Regions from separate parts of the Rattus norvegicus genome. Here region 1 is linked to region 2. A link is a contact called in public HiChIP or PLAC-seq data. All regions are on one chromosome and are shown on one strand. Each heading gives the region's core, a stretch centred on a gene start, on an enhancer-like site or on the middle of the called end of the contact. The rest is flanking DNA. Distances are from core to core; before and after follow the strand shown. Region 1 overlaps Dlgap1 (DLG associated protein 1). Region 2 overlaps Dlgap1 (DLG associated protein 1).

Evidence for each region. HiChIP or PLAC-seq counts read pairs in DNA pulled down with a chosen protein or histone mark.
Region 1: a contact with region 2 is called in an H3K27ac HiChIP or PLAC-seq map of oligodendrocytes, with 4 times the contacts expected there. The contact joins two enhancer-like sites. A contact is called at or near these places in 1 of 12 Hi-C or Micro-C datasets (the Rat2 cell line) and 1 of 1 datasets of contacts at active chromatin or transcription factors (oligodendrocytes).

What each region holds. Positions count from the first base shown.
Region 1 is chr9:118,029,760-118,036,831 of GRCr8, forward strand. The region is part of intron 6 of Dlgap1 (DLG associated protein 1); the gene reads left to right. LOC102555426 (a long non-coding RNA gene) reads right to left here. Exons shown (of 7, transcript XR_010055090.1): 5 at 3,008-7,072; 6 at 2,526-2,637; 7 at 1-154. Among named protein-coding and RNA genes, the nearest start is that of Tgif1, 170 kb to the right of the region's middle. Within about 2 kb of position 4,607, at least 1 of the 93 cell types and tissues checked has an H3K27ac peak or open chromatin away from gene starts, as enhancers often do.
Region 2 is chr9:117,976,465-117,983,763 of GRCr8, forward strand. All of the region lies in intron 4 of Dlgap1 (DLG associated protein 1), which reads left to right. Among named protein-coding and RNA genes, the nearest start is that of Tgif1, 220 kb to the right of the region's middle. Within about 2 kb of position 4,782, at least 32 of the 93 cell types and tissues checked have an H3K27ac peak or open chromatin away from gene starts, as enhancers often do.

The sequences.
Region 1 (7,072 bases), core at 3,357-5,856, 53 kb after region 2:
AATTTGTGCGATGTAGGGTGCTATAATCCCAGAGGATGCTCTCTGCTCGCTCTCGTGCAACATCGCCCTCTGGTGGCCGCTATGTTTATGTGCATGGGAAAAAGTGAACGCCAGCCATATCCCTAGCTGGTCAGCTTCCAAACAGCTCTCCCTTCTAAAGGAAAACAAGAGAAAGCAGTCACTCACTCTGAACAATGTCCTCCTGATACTCCCCATGCGCGTTCAGATATGCAGCGCAATCTTCCCACTCTGAGCCTCTCTGGCGATTTCTGTCTGTCTTTGCTATCAGCTCCGTCACTCGCCCACTCCACATTTATCTGTAGCTCTTGTCGTTTTCTCGCCATTATGATCATGTTCTCCGACCTTTTCCCTTATACTGTCTGACAGCTTTTCAAAACTCAAGAATGAAAGCCTGCCAGCTATCGGGGAGTTTAACCCTTTGTTGGGATCACTCCAAAACTCCCTTCCCCAAGTGTCCCCAAGCCACGGCCTTCCCAGCGCCTGGAAGATTCTGCAGTCTCCAGCCTAAGACCCTTTAGTGCTGTGGGTGCACGGATCCACCGTCTGGTGCCTGGATCCCTGTCCTCTCTCCTTAATCCTTTTCTTAAATGGTTGTAAGCAGCCAGAACCATCGGTCCTTCACCTTCTAAAATCCTGGGATGGTCTGCTAACACAAAACCAAAAACCACTCAATAGCCTTTGTATCTGCTTGCCCTTGAAAGTGGCCTGATCACTTAAAAGGCCCAATTCCTAGGCTTGAGAGATGGCTCAGCTGTTGAGGGCACTAACTGCTCTTCCAAAGGTCCTGAGTTTAATTCCCAGTAACCACATGGTAGCTCACAACCATCTGTAATGGAACCCAATACCTCTTATAGTGTATCTGAAGATAGCTGCAGTGTGCTCATATACATAAAATAAATAAATCTTTTTTTTAAGAGCCCAATTCCCACCTTGAACTCTTTCCCGAGACTTTGAGTACATTGGGACACCATGACTCGAGCTGTTGAACTACAGAAGAATCATGGCCTTGTGCACAATTATGTCCCAAGTTGCCATGGGTTACTTATGCTGGGCTATCTGGGTTTCCCTTTCCTCGTGAGATAATCATCTTTAGCAGGGATCTGCCCCACTCCTCTGACAGGCATACATGTAAGCTGTGATTGATTTCACATTAAGTTCCATTAAGATCCTAACTATTCTGCACAGTATAATTAAATGTTTTACATTTTCCACCATGCAGATTTATCTATGTGGGAAAGAGGAAAAGCAAGTGTCCGAAACTACCTTTTGCCTCATATTTATTCCTTGATGTTATGCAATGCAAGGGAATGCAGTGGCTTTTATGATGAGGAACCAAACATCCCTCAAGCAAAGAGCCAGAGAGCTTTAATGGCTATCCCAGATGCTGGCTCCATGGCAGCCAGACTGCATGGCTACCATGACCAGAGTCTTGAGATTGCGCATGCAGGACTATCGAACTGGATCATGGTCCTGCCTGCCTCTCAACTCTATCTCTTGCTCGGGAATACTAGACAAATGGGAATGCTGGGGACACGTCTTCATTTCCTAAAGGAGACGGGGAAAGTTAATGGAGGATGTTGGTTAGAGACAGTAGTTGATACAGGATACCCATGTCCCTGTGAACACAGAACTCCATAACGGGGCAGTAATTGGAGACTCACTACCGAAGGGCTAGAGAGCAACTCCACATGTGAGCGTCAGGGTCTAACCATGGAAGCCCTCCATTGCAGAAGTAGTGTTGGCTTACCAGGCTAAGCCTCTGCCAGGGTCGGTAGATGGGGAAAGGTAATGAGCAACTGTGAAAACTGTGAAAAGCAATGGTTCTTTATTTCACTGTGCCTCAACACCAGACGCTCTGATGCCTGGCAAAAGAATAAACTTCTAATTAAAATGACAAAATTTCGTTTGAACTCCGGAGTCCATAAGAATTTCTAATTGCCTCTTCTAATGTGCTCCGAGATGCAGACTCACAACTCACAGTGGTTTGCAGGAGGAAGACTGTTCATTTCACTTTGCATTAACAATAAAAACACTTCCAAAAACACACATAATGGGGATAATTACTTAGCCTTGGATAAGAGGCACTTAACCTTTGATCTCTAGCTAAATTACATTACCGGGAGGCAGCAATGCCCACGGCCAGAAACTCGCTTCCTTGGGTATTGTTTTGATAATATGTAAAAATAATTAGTAAGTTCTTCAAAGTTCTCCTAAGGATGCTTCTTTCAGATATAGATGAATTGGGGGTGGGGACTGGCTTTGGCAAAGACAGTAGAGAATACAAACCATTAGTTTGGTTTCAGTTTTCTATTCATCTTCCCTTATAGGAAACATGATAGCAACTGATTCTTCAGTGCCTCTTTAAAATGTTGCTTAATGATACTAGGAAGGCCTCCTCTCCTCAGAGAGGACGTGTTCAACTTTACATAAATGCCAACTCCTAAACCCAACAGCTTGCAAGTCAAAAGTCAGTCATGTTCATTCAGCCTAGCTGAGTGACTTACCTCATCCCACCCCTGTTCTCTCCACTTATAACCCGTCACGTGGTAGGCTCACAAGAAGACGGCCCAGCAGGTAGAGGCACTGCCACTAAACCTGATGACCTCAGTTCAGTTTCTGGAAACCATATGTTGGAAGGAGAGAGCTGAGTTCTGCAAGTTGTCCTTTGATCCTCCACATCACACACACACACACACACACACACACACACACACATACACACACATGTACACGCACACGTACATACATGCAAGTGTAATGGTAAATGGAGCTAGAGAGGTGACTCAGTGATGAAGAGCACGCACTCGCGAGCACACACACATACACACACGCACACACATGCACACACACACGCACGCACATGTTCATACATGCAAGTGTAATGGTAAATGGAGCTAGAGAGGTGGCTCAGTGATGAAGAGCATTGGCTACCCTTGCAGAGGACTTGAGTTTTGTTCCCAGCACATATGTGACAGCTCACAATCACCTGTATCTCCAGTGCCAGGGGATCCAGTGCCCTCTTCTGGCCTCCAAGAGCATCAGGCACAGACATATATCCAGGCAATCACAGGCATAAAATAAAAATAGTAAAATCATTAACGCAAGTGTAGAGGTCCCCTGGATGTGTCTGCTCCTGTAACAGAAAGTCACAAACCGGCCTTCTCTGCATGTTTGTCCTGCCCAAAGCCAAGGTAAGTGGTTCCTGCTTTCGGCTGCTCCACTTAAATCCTAGGCCAGACCTTGTTTCCAATAGTCCTCCCAGAATTTTAGAACTTCACAATCTCCCCTAAAGAATGAGGTAGATAGGGGTGCTTGTGAGCATTCCCCAAACTATGTCTCAAGAGGCCATGATGCATTTTAGACTCAAAAAAAAAAAAAACCAACCTCATGGTCATCCTATGCTGTAAACCTCTTAGGAAGTAGGAGGTCATATCCTTGTTACCTTACTGAAGGCTCTTAAGAATTGTCTTTTGGGGGCTGGAGAGATGGCTCAGCAGTTAAGAGCGCCAATTGCTCTTCCAGAGGTCCTGAGTTCAATTCCCAGCAACCACATGGTGGCTCACACCCATCTGTATGCCCTCTTCTGGTGTGTCTGAAGACAGCAACCGTGTGCTTACATAAATAAATTTTAAAAAAGAGAGAGAAAGAATTGTCTTTCTAATTCTTCCATAATTTTTCAAGTTGCTTTAACTACAAAATTAATTAATTTTTTTTCTTTTTGCTTGTTTATATCTTACCACCTTTTCTGTTTCTCAAGGGCATGACTTTACAAACACACACACACACACACACACACACACACAAATGATATTTGAACATGATCATGCCACACTGCCTGGTGCATTTGTGTGAGCCCTGGAAAGTAGACCTTTCTGTCCATCACACATGTTTTGGGTTGCTGAGGCTAGGAGCAATTCTCAGCATATATCAGCTTTCCATTGAAACCATGGTCACCTTTCTTCTTAGTCACACCATTTAAAGAAGGGAAAAGATAGGTCTGCTTTCAAAGGACATACAATATGTGTTGCCTGATGATCACAGAGACAAAGATTATTGAGAGGGCCACCAAGGCGAGGGCAAGCTGACCCTGGGAAATCTAAAATTACATTTCTCAACTCCATCAACAGTCCAGCGCAGGACAGGTCAGATTCATCGGCAAGGCTTGTAACTTCGTTGCTCCAGACGATGAAAAGGCTTGTTGTTCAAGGATATCAATTATAGCCTGAGGTTTGGGAGTAATTTGGTTTGAACGTGAACAGAGAGATAAATAAATGTATTTAAATTCTTCCTCGAAACCACAGAACTGACTTTACAGAACACACAGCAGTAAGCGATACAAGGGACCTGCATCAAAGTGTCTTTTGTAGTTTAGTGGACACTGTCCAAGGCTGTATCCTATAAAAATATCATTCACAAGGGAGCTTAAACATGGGGTTAGACCTTAAAAAAGAAACTGTGTATGGGGGGAAGTAGGAAGCCAGAGTAAGGAGGAAGCTTCCTAACAGAGTAGAAGCCAAATTCAGGGTCCTAAACGGCAGTGTTTGTGGTGTAGACTGTTTATGATTAGCATGTCTCTATAGTAAACAGGAATTTTCAGTAGGAAAGGACCTTGGAAAGCTCCAAACATCACAGAGAAGGCTGCAGGAAGGGAAGGAGGGGGCATGTGGCCTTCATCGGCAAAGTGTCTGTGGGGGAGGGAACACAGACAAAGCCAGATGTTTCCCACTCTGCAGCCATTTGCCAGCCTGCCTAAAGACAGACCTTTCTCAGTTTTAGTTTGCTCTGTCCTTTTTTTTTTTAATCTAAAATCTAAGAATTATATCTGATGAAAAAATACAAATATTATCAATAGTAACATCCAAAACTTTACGGGGATATTTTCCACAGCTTTTATACAGTTTTCTGTTCTCTTTCTATAGCTTTTCAGCATTCAATTCCTCTTGTTGTTTTCTTTGGATGGTTGAAGTTACCTCCTTCCTCAGGCCACCCTCTCTCTGCTTCCCTTTATGATGCTAGTATAAGCTTTGCATCTCAACTTTGTCTGATTTTAGATCGTTGGGCTTCTTGTGTATGAACCAAGGGGGTTAGCATTTGGTAACAAATAATTCTGTGTAAGGATATGGCTACATTGTAAAAGTCTGTAAGGGATGGGGTCATCATAACAATGGTTATTGTTACACGGCTGCTACTTAGTCGGGTTTGCTTCGGACTCACTGTTAATTTCTAGCTACAGTGTAAGTACTTTGTATTTTTAAGAGTACTTCTTCATTGTGATGATTTTATGTAATTTATTAACAAGGTCTGATATGTTCAAAGCCTATCGACCAAGAGCATAGTTCAGTGGGTAGAGCACTTAACCAGCACGCACAGAGCCCTGGTTCTCATCCCTACAGGTGGAATAGCACAGCCTTATAAGCTCGCACTCCAGAGTGGAAGCAGGAAGATCAGAAATTCAAAGTTACGTTCAGCTACGTAGTAGCTTCAACACCAGCCTGGGCTATAGGAGACCCTCTTGAAAAAAAAAAAAGTTAAACTAAATTAAAGTAAGATAAAAAGCCAGGCATAGTGACTTAAACAACTTTAACCTCAGCACTCAGCACTGAAGCAGGTAGAGCTCTATAAGTTTGGGGCCAACCTACTCTTGGCCAGACAAGGAGAGACCATAGGGAGACCCTGCCTTGAAAAGAAATAAATCGATCATAATGGTGACAATGTAAGATAAAACCCAACTCCTCATTTTAGAAAGCAAATATTCTTTGTCCTTGATCCTTTTAAGCTGAGACAAAACTCTTGTCAGCTCTGATAGTATCAGCATCATGTTGAATCTGAAGCAACTAATGAAGAATTGTACCAAATTAGTTAGTTCTGCTGCTGAGTTCCCTACATGTGTTTATGTTTTTGGCATTGGTATTCCTTTTCTTTGTGAGAGGTCTGGTGTGTGTGTGTGTGTGTGTGTGTGTGTGTGTGTGTGTGTGTGTGTGTGTGTGTGCTTGTGCATGCACACACAAATGCACATACATGCTCATGTGTGTGTCCAGAGGGAGTGGGGAAGAAGAAGAGAGTTCTATGGTGCTTGAATCAAATCCACAGCCTTATCCTTGCAAGACAAGACATTCTAGCAACTGAACTACATCCCTAGTCACATCATTTATCATCTTAAACCACCTAGCCCCTTAATCTAGAGAAAACATGATAAGATAATCAAGAGAAAAGTCTTCCTAAACGGGCATCCACAATCTGAGGCATACCAAAGTGAGTCGAATGTGAGTTTGAGAGTGGAGCCTCTATTGGCTTCCTACTGTGACTGTGATACAGTTCACAGAAGTGGTACCTGAAAACAGCACTAATGGATTGTTGTAGAGCACTCAAAGGTCAAGAAGTCTGATGTATTCTCTGGAGACTGATATCATGATAGCAAGGGGGTTACATTCCCTCTGTGTAAAAGCATCTTTCACTGACCTGATGTCATCTCTAAGACTTACTGCCTCTGACTGCTAAAGCCTAGTCCTAGAAGCTTCCAGCCTCCGTACAATCTAATCTAGGCCTAGAATGATTTCAGCCTCTGAGACTTACTACTGAATAAGCTCACCCTTCCTAATTATTTCTGAGCTCTGGCTGGTTGGTTCAACTCGGCTGTTCTGGCTCAAACCACTCTCCAATCTGGCTTCTCTCTCAGCGTCTCCTGAAGGTTTGCTCTACTTGGCCTCAGACTAACTCTGGCAATCCGTTCTGATCTTCTGGATCCTTCTAGCGCTTTCTCATTTCTATGGCTGGTTTTTATCTTCACCTATGTCTAACTTGTTCTCTTTTTGACCTGTCTCTGTAAAACTCTCCTGATAAAACTCCCTCCCCCCTCCCTCTCCCTCTCCCTCTCCCTCTCCCTCTCCCTCTCCCTCTCCCTCTCCCTCTCCCTCTCCCTCTCCCTCTCTCTCAAGTAGCCTCTCTTTTCTCTGTGTCCTTATAAGAGCCAACCCTGTAAGGGTCCTATTCTGTCAAATCTTTCTCTGATTCGTCACTTTTTCTGTCACTCAATTAGACATCCCTTTGAAGC
Region 2 (7,299 bases), core at 3,532-6,031:
TTGTCACTAAGAAGACTTGGCTAAGCTCCAACTTCCACCTGTCTGCCCTGCATGCACCTGCACTCATGTGCACATGAAGTCACATAGACACACATACTCATAAACTTAAGTTAAAGCAAAGTCTTTCTTTAAAAGAAGATCTGGGCAGCAGTGGCTCACACCTTTAATCAGGAGGCAGAGGCAGGTGAATCTCTGCAAGTTCAAGACCAGCCTGGTCTACATGGTAGGTTCCAGGTCAGCCAGAGATGCGTGGTCTTGAGCTGCACGAGAGCCTGTCTTTTAAAGGGGAGAATGGGGAGGAGGAGAAAATACATCGGACACCAGAAATCTCAAGCTATTGACCAGGAATTTCTTACGACTTAAACAGAAAGTCTGAATCTTTTTGTACCCTAGCACGCACCAAGATAAACATTCTGGCACAGAGTTCTTGGAACAGCTTACAGATGCACTAAAACTTGATGCTGGCAGTTGCTGCAGCAACTCCTCAAACAGCTGCTGAGACCATTTCTAATAAGTGGGAGGGAGGAGGTGGGGTAGCAGCTGCTGGGAGATGGCAGGAAAGGAAAGCTGCCTAATTTGGGGGAGGAAGACTAAGCAACGGAGTCTCATTTCTTGGCTTGGAGTCCCAATCACAGAAAAAAAAAGTGTATTTTGGTTCTCTCTGTGACTTTTAAACTTGGCAATTTATAACTTGTAACATCTGGCTGTCGGGGCTACAGGGAAACATTAGCAGAGCCTCTTCGCCTGCCTCCCTCCGTAGTCTGCTCGAGCTAACGTATCCCTTGCCTTTGCTGCTCCCAGCACAGAATAAAATCCTTTAAAAATAAATAACACTTACCAATCTGTTCAAGCTGAATTTGGCAAGGCTTCTATCAGTGGGGCAAGAAGTTATTTAAGAAAATTGTGGTGAGTTTGACAGAAGGGTTCTAGCAGCTTAATTAGTTGTCTCCTTCCCCAAAAGCAAACTGGAGAGTGAGATCAGCCATGCAAACCGTCAGTGCAGAGTTGCTCTAGGAACCCTGTTAAACAACTATCCTAATATTTGTCCCCAGGATTTTAACTGCCCGGTCACCTGTGTCTTCTCTGATTATGTGTATGAGACTGTCCCAGGCTCCTGGCACAGAGCTGGTACACAGTGTGTTTTGTTGAGTGAACAGAGACGTTTGCCTGGTTACCATGATGGACAAAGACTAACATGGTTACGGGTCCAGGTCAGCGTGTGACGGGGATTCTCTCACAGGGAGGATGAACATCACTACCTTCTACCCAGGCTCACAACACAATTTCTCTGCAGACTTTCTCATCTCTCTCTTTTTTAAAGTAGACTCTTTTTCAACGTAGTTATAGGTTCAGAACAAATGAATCAAAACATACAAAAGATTCCCATGTCTCTCTCGTCCCCACCCACATCCCAGCGGCATGGCGCACCGTCAGAATCGGCGGCCTGCTCACAGACCTCATTGTCACTCAAAGTCCACGGCTCATATTTCAGCCCACACTCCGTGCAAGCAAATCATGGCAGGCCCAATAGTTGTCAAGTCATTTACAAAAGTAGTTTCACTGCTCTGGAAATCTGCTTTCTACCTTCTTGGGTGTCTCTTCCCCAAGTCCTTCACAATCACTCACCCAGACTCTCTGCCTAGTCTTTCCCCCTCTAGAATAAAATAACAGAATATGTTATTTGCTATTTAACCTTTTCCATGTTCTTCACTTAGCGGCACACGTGAAAACTCCTTCTATGACCTTTCAATGTCTATAACTACAGCTCCACTGGAACCTCTGCTGGTCTCTGCTGGTCCCACGCACACGTGTCCATACACAGAGAGAGACATACCACATAAGCAAGCACACACACATACACACACACACACACACACACACACACACACACAATCATAAATAAAATAAATTTTTTTTAAAAAAAAGCACTACGAGGAAAAAAATACCAACTCACCTCTGGGGCAAACATGTTGGGATAATAAGGTCTCTCACCAGCAACCCTAAAGACAGGAGAGCATGGAACAATGTATTTCAAGCCCTCAAAGTAAATAATTGCCAAGACTGCTATATCCAGCAAAGCTAACCTCTAGAATCAACAGTGAAATAAAAATGTGCCAGCGTGCCCATTGAGGAGATTTGACAGCGAGGGCTGAGCATCCATGACTGCTTGCTTTTTGTGCTTTGACTAGTTTCCTTCTGACACAAAGAGAAGCTACTTTTATGGGGGTTGAGAGCCACACTTATCTATGGGTGTGAGGACAGATGCCCACAAGACAACTGCAGCACCTAAGGCTCAGGGAATGTTGAGGAGGGAAGGGTGGAAAACTTGCAGGAGCCAGAGGATCAGGAAAACTGCAGTGACAGTGACACTGTGTCTCCAAGGAAACACAGGGAAGTTACACTCATGGTACCCAAACAACATGTCAGCCTAAACAAGACCTGAAGAAGTACAGCACCAACTGAAATGCTATATGTGACAGGGAACCTCACTGGGCCCCACCCAGAGACTAAGAACTACAAGCAGCTAAGAAATACTGAGAGCAGCAGGAAAAGGCCTTCTTCAGGGATGAGCCCCCTAATTGGTGGTCCAATATTCATGGTCAGCCCTGAAACCACAACCACATATACACAAACAGCAGTATACAAACTGAGCAGTGTGTGTGTTACGTATATGTAACTATATGTACATATGATAAGTGTATATCATTTAAAACATACAGTGTGTATGCCCTGATCAACAGAGTTGCACTTGAATTAAATAATAGAGATACGAAAGTCCACAAAATGAATAGCACATAGGTTAATGAAGAGACATCAAGGAAATAAACATATAAAGTGTGTGTGTGCGTGCGTGTGTGTGTGTGTGTGTGTGTGTGTGTGTGTGTGCAACAGTGGCAACTAAAGAAGAAGAGGACATGATTTTGAGAGGGAACAAGGAAGGGTAAGTACATTGGAGAGGTTGGAAAAAGAAATGGGAAGAGGAAAATGTCATTATATTTTAACCTTATTCATTTTTTTTATGTCAGAGATAGCTGAGAATTGTAGCACAAACAGACCTCTGCAGGTTCAAGGCCAGCCTGGTCTACATTGTAAGTTCCAGGCTAGAACCACATAGCAAGACCTCATCTCAAACAGATAATTAAAAATCGGGCTGGAGAGATGGCTCAGCGGTTAAGAGCACCCGACTGCTCTTCCAGAGGTCATGAGTTCAATTCCCAGCAACCACATGGTGGCTCACAACCATCTGTAAAGAGATCCGATGCCCTCTTCTGGTGTGTCTGAAGACAGCTACAGTGTACTTATATATAATAAATAAATAAATCTTTAAAAATGAGGAGTATAGGGGTTGGGGATTTAGCTCAGTGGTAGAGCGCTTGCCTAGCAAGCGCAAGGCCCTGGGTTCGGTCCCCAGCTCCGAAAAAAAGAAAAAAAAATGAGGGGTATCTCAAATAACCTAACGATGTACTTTAATGTCCTAGAAAAACAAGAACAAGCTGAACTCAAATGTACTAAACAGCAAGAAATAATGGAGGTCAGGGCGGAAGTTAATGGAACGAAAGTACATGAGCAATACACAGAATCAGTGAGGCCAAAGTTCATTTCCTTGGAAAGAAACACAAAACTGACAGACCCTTAGCCAAACTAGTCAAGGGACGAGAAGACCCAGACTAATAAAATTAAGGATGAAAAGGGTTTCAAAGGAGTCCAATAAAACCCAGAGGATCGTTGGGAAATGCTTTAGAAACATATTTCTAAAGCTGGAAAATGTAGAAGTAAATAAATTCTGAGACATTTATGACTGCAAAACTTAAATCACGAAGACAGAAACAGCCGGGTATGGTGCCCTACAATCCCAGCACTCTCAGATCCCAGCCCCTGAGGCAGGCAGTGGGAGACAAACTCTGCTGGTGACTGCCAGGTCAGCCAGGACTACAGAGCCAGGATTCTCTACTGAGAGAAGGTGGGGGAAAGGAGGAGGAAGAGGAGTCGGAGGAGGAGGGGGGAGGGGGAAGGAGGAAAGAGGGGGGACTCAGAGACAGAGAGGCAGTGACAGAGGTGCCTTTGTTTGCTGCTTTTAGCTGCTTTCCGACACCATGGTAAAACAACAAAACACAGCCCTGCATTCATAATTCTATCTACTTTGAATTTCATGTTTTCCTCTAAAGGCTGTTGGCCACTTCTCAGTCCTGAACTATAGAAATGCTAGTGTCCAGTGGCAGAGAGTCTGGGAGTGCTTTACTATTGGACATTTATCTTTTCAGCAAAGCTGGCCAAGGCTAGTTAGAGGTCTCCTGCAGCACGGCAGGTGGTCGCCTATCTCAGCGTCCGCGCGTCTCAGGGAGCTACTTAAACCCAAAGCTTCATGGTTTAATTCCTTATCTGCTTAATTCCTCACATGAGAAATGGAAGCCTTAGAAAAGATAATCACAGAAGCTCAAGTTTCTAACGCCCTGACTCTTTCACTAAATCACCCATGGAAAAAAAAAAACATTTTTAAATTTTAGTGAAAAAAATTACCCCGCATTTCCCTCAAGGTCCCTCTGAGGCGCCACAATCCACTGCTCGTTCTTCAGTATATACCGCCCCCTGCAGGCGCTTCCTGGAACTGACACTCCAGAGACGTCGTGGAAACCAGAGCGCGTCACCTTGGAAACACTCCAGTCTTCCTTTAGACCTAGTTATTTTTCCCATCACTGGGCTTCCATCAGGCACCAGAAAGAGTAGGACAGAACATAAGCGCCTCTTTCATCAGAGAAGAGACAAAGGCCAGTTCATAAAGATCCGTAGAAGAGGAGGGCTCCCAGGGTTAGAAGAGAGAAAGACAGAGCGATTCTTAATAGTCTAGCCTGCCCTGCCCCGTGTGACAGAGGAGCTTTGTGTCTCCCACTCGGGGCCCCACTGCACTTGCGTTTCATGCGCCTTGCTCATTGCAATTTGGAATTTTCTGCTTCAGTGTGTGTATGGTCTATTCTGCTGATACCGTAGCAGAGAACATTTTAACCAGAAGAATTTGTCCCTTTTCATGTGTTAGTAAAATCCTCTTCAGTGATTCTTTGTGGAAAGGTTAATCCATATTCAACAGGTGAATATTATTGTCCTGGCTAGTTTTAGGTCAACTTGACACAAGCTAAAGTCGTTTGGAAAGAGGAACTCTCAATTGGGAAATGCCTCCATCAGACTGGGCTGTAGGCTACCCTGTAGAGCATTTTCTTAATTAACGATTGATGTGGGAGGGTGCACCGCATTGGTGGATGATGCTACCCCTGAGCTGGTGGTCCTGGGTACTATAAGAAAGCAGGGTGAGCAAGCCATAATGAGCAAGCCAGTAAGCAGCACCCCTCCATGGCCTCTGCATCAGCTCCTGCCCCAGGTTTCTGTCCTTTTTGAGTTTCTTCCTTCAAGGATGAACTATAATGTGGATGTGAGAGCAAAATAGACACTTCCTACCCAACCTACTTTTAGTCATGGTGTTTTGTCACAGCAGTAAAAACCCTAACTAAGACCATTATCTTTTTATTCTCTATGACCCGAAGCCCAAGAAATTAGTATAATTTACCCCAACATGAAATTAATACAGGTGAATAGGAGCCATCTTCAACACCAAAGTGCATAACCGGGAAAGCCAGGGAAAGCAGTTATTATTCTCTTTGTACTTATTGATTTAGACAGAGTGCATGTGGTCATTTAAATACTGCTTTCATTCAAATGATAGTGCATTAGCAGATCATCTTTCTGTTTTGCTCGCAAAGCTTTGAAGTGTGTCTCTGCCCTGTACTGTGGGCAGTTACAGCTCATGTGACTTCAGAATCTGGGAAGGAGACAAGTCTCCACATTTCCTAGAAACTGTTTTGTTGTTGCCATGGACAAGATCTTACATCTCTGAGTTTCAAAACCACGGTGTCTGTACAGCTAAACTCTAACGGATGTGTGTGCATTCAACTACATTCAAAGTTGTCTTTCAAATGCCTTTTCCTGGGGCCACCTCTGGTTTTCTCATGTCTTAACAGCCAGTGCCAAGTGGTCAAGGCTGGGACAGTGTTCAGGGAACCAGCCTGGCCATTAAGAGTTGCTTGCCTTCCCAAAGACATGGAGAAGAATAAACTGGAAACACCAGCCCTGTCCTCTCTCCTCCCGCCTTCCTTGGCGTCCATCCACAGCAGCATTGACCAACTCTGTAAAGGCAACCTATCCACAGTCAGCACAGCGAGCTAACCAGGTCTGTGAATCCACTCCTGAGAGCAAAGCTTTAACATCACCCATGCAACACAGACAGACCCTGGTTCTCTAAGACCAAAGCTTAAAGTTTTGGAAAGTAACAGGAGTCTACTTACTCTGGCACAAAATTATGAATATCAGATGCATTTTGGCAGCTTGTACTGTCTCCATTGGACGTATCGAACTGCACAGCAACAACATGTCATTGTTTACAAAGTTTACATGCAAGACCCATGGCCATTTTGCTGAGTGTGTGTGTGTGTGTGTGTGTGTGTGTGTGTGTGTGTGTGTGTGTGTGGTGTTTTGAGTAAGTTTATGATTTTCTGTGTTTTGCACTATTTATAACTATCCTTAGACACATGCAGCTACAGACCCGATGTGTCTAGATTGTCTGCACGTGAAATTGTTCTGAACCAAACTTCCATCTCAAGATACCATAGAGTACATGGAGCCATAGCAGGTGTCAACACCAACATATATCCTTTCTCTGCCTCCCTGATTTCCCTTCCCGCCTCCCACAATTCCAAAGCTGTAGTAGAACACCGTAAACAGGGTTGACATCATAGTAAACATCAAACTTCTCCTCTCACCACTAGGATCACCCAGGTTGCCCTGGATGTCCACACACCCCGCCTGTCCCCTCCGCATCCCTCCCTCTGACGGCCACTAATCTCCTCTCCATTCCTCTGAAGTTTTCATCTCCTGTAAGGAGGCTCACACTGCATGGAGCTTTCTCACGTTTCTTTGTCTTTCCTCTGTTCCGTGCTATGGATATCGTCGTTCAGACTTCAGTCATGGATGGATCACCAGATGGTTTCCAAACTGGAGGCTTTAATAAAGCAAACCCATGTAAACACTCCTGTAACGAGTTTTCAGTTCTTTGTCTAAACTAAGTCCCAGGTGGCCAAGGATGAGGTTGTTTGGTGGTTGGACATTCAGCGTTTTTTTAATAAACTAGTTAACATTATATGATGTCGTGAGTGACCCACATCTGTTGCTGCCACTCCTGTGTATTTTATCCATTTTGTTAAGGATGCAGTGCTGTGTCACGTGGGTCTCATTTTCATTTTAGTGGTGAGTAGT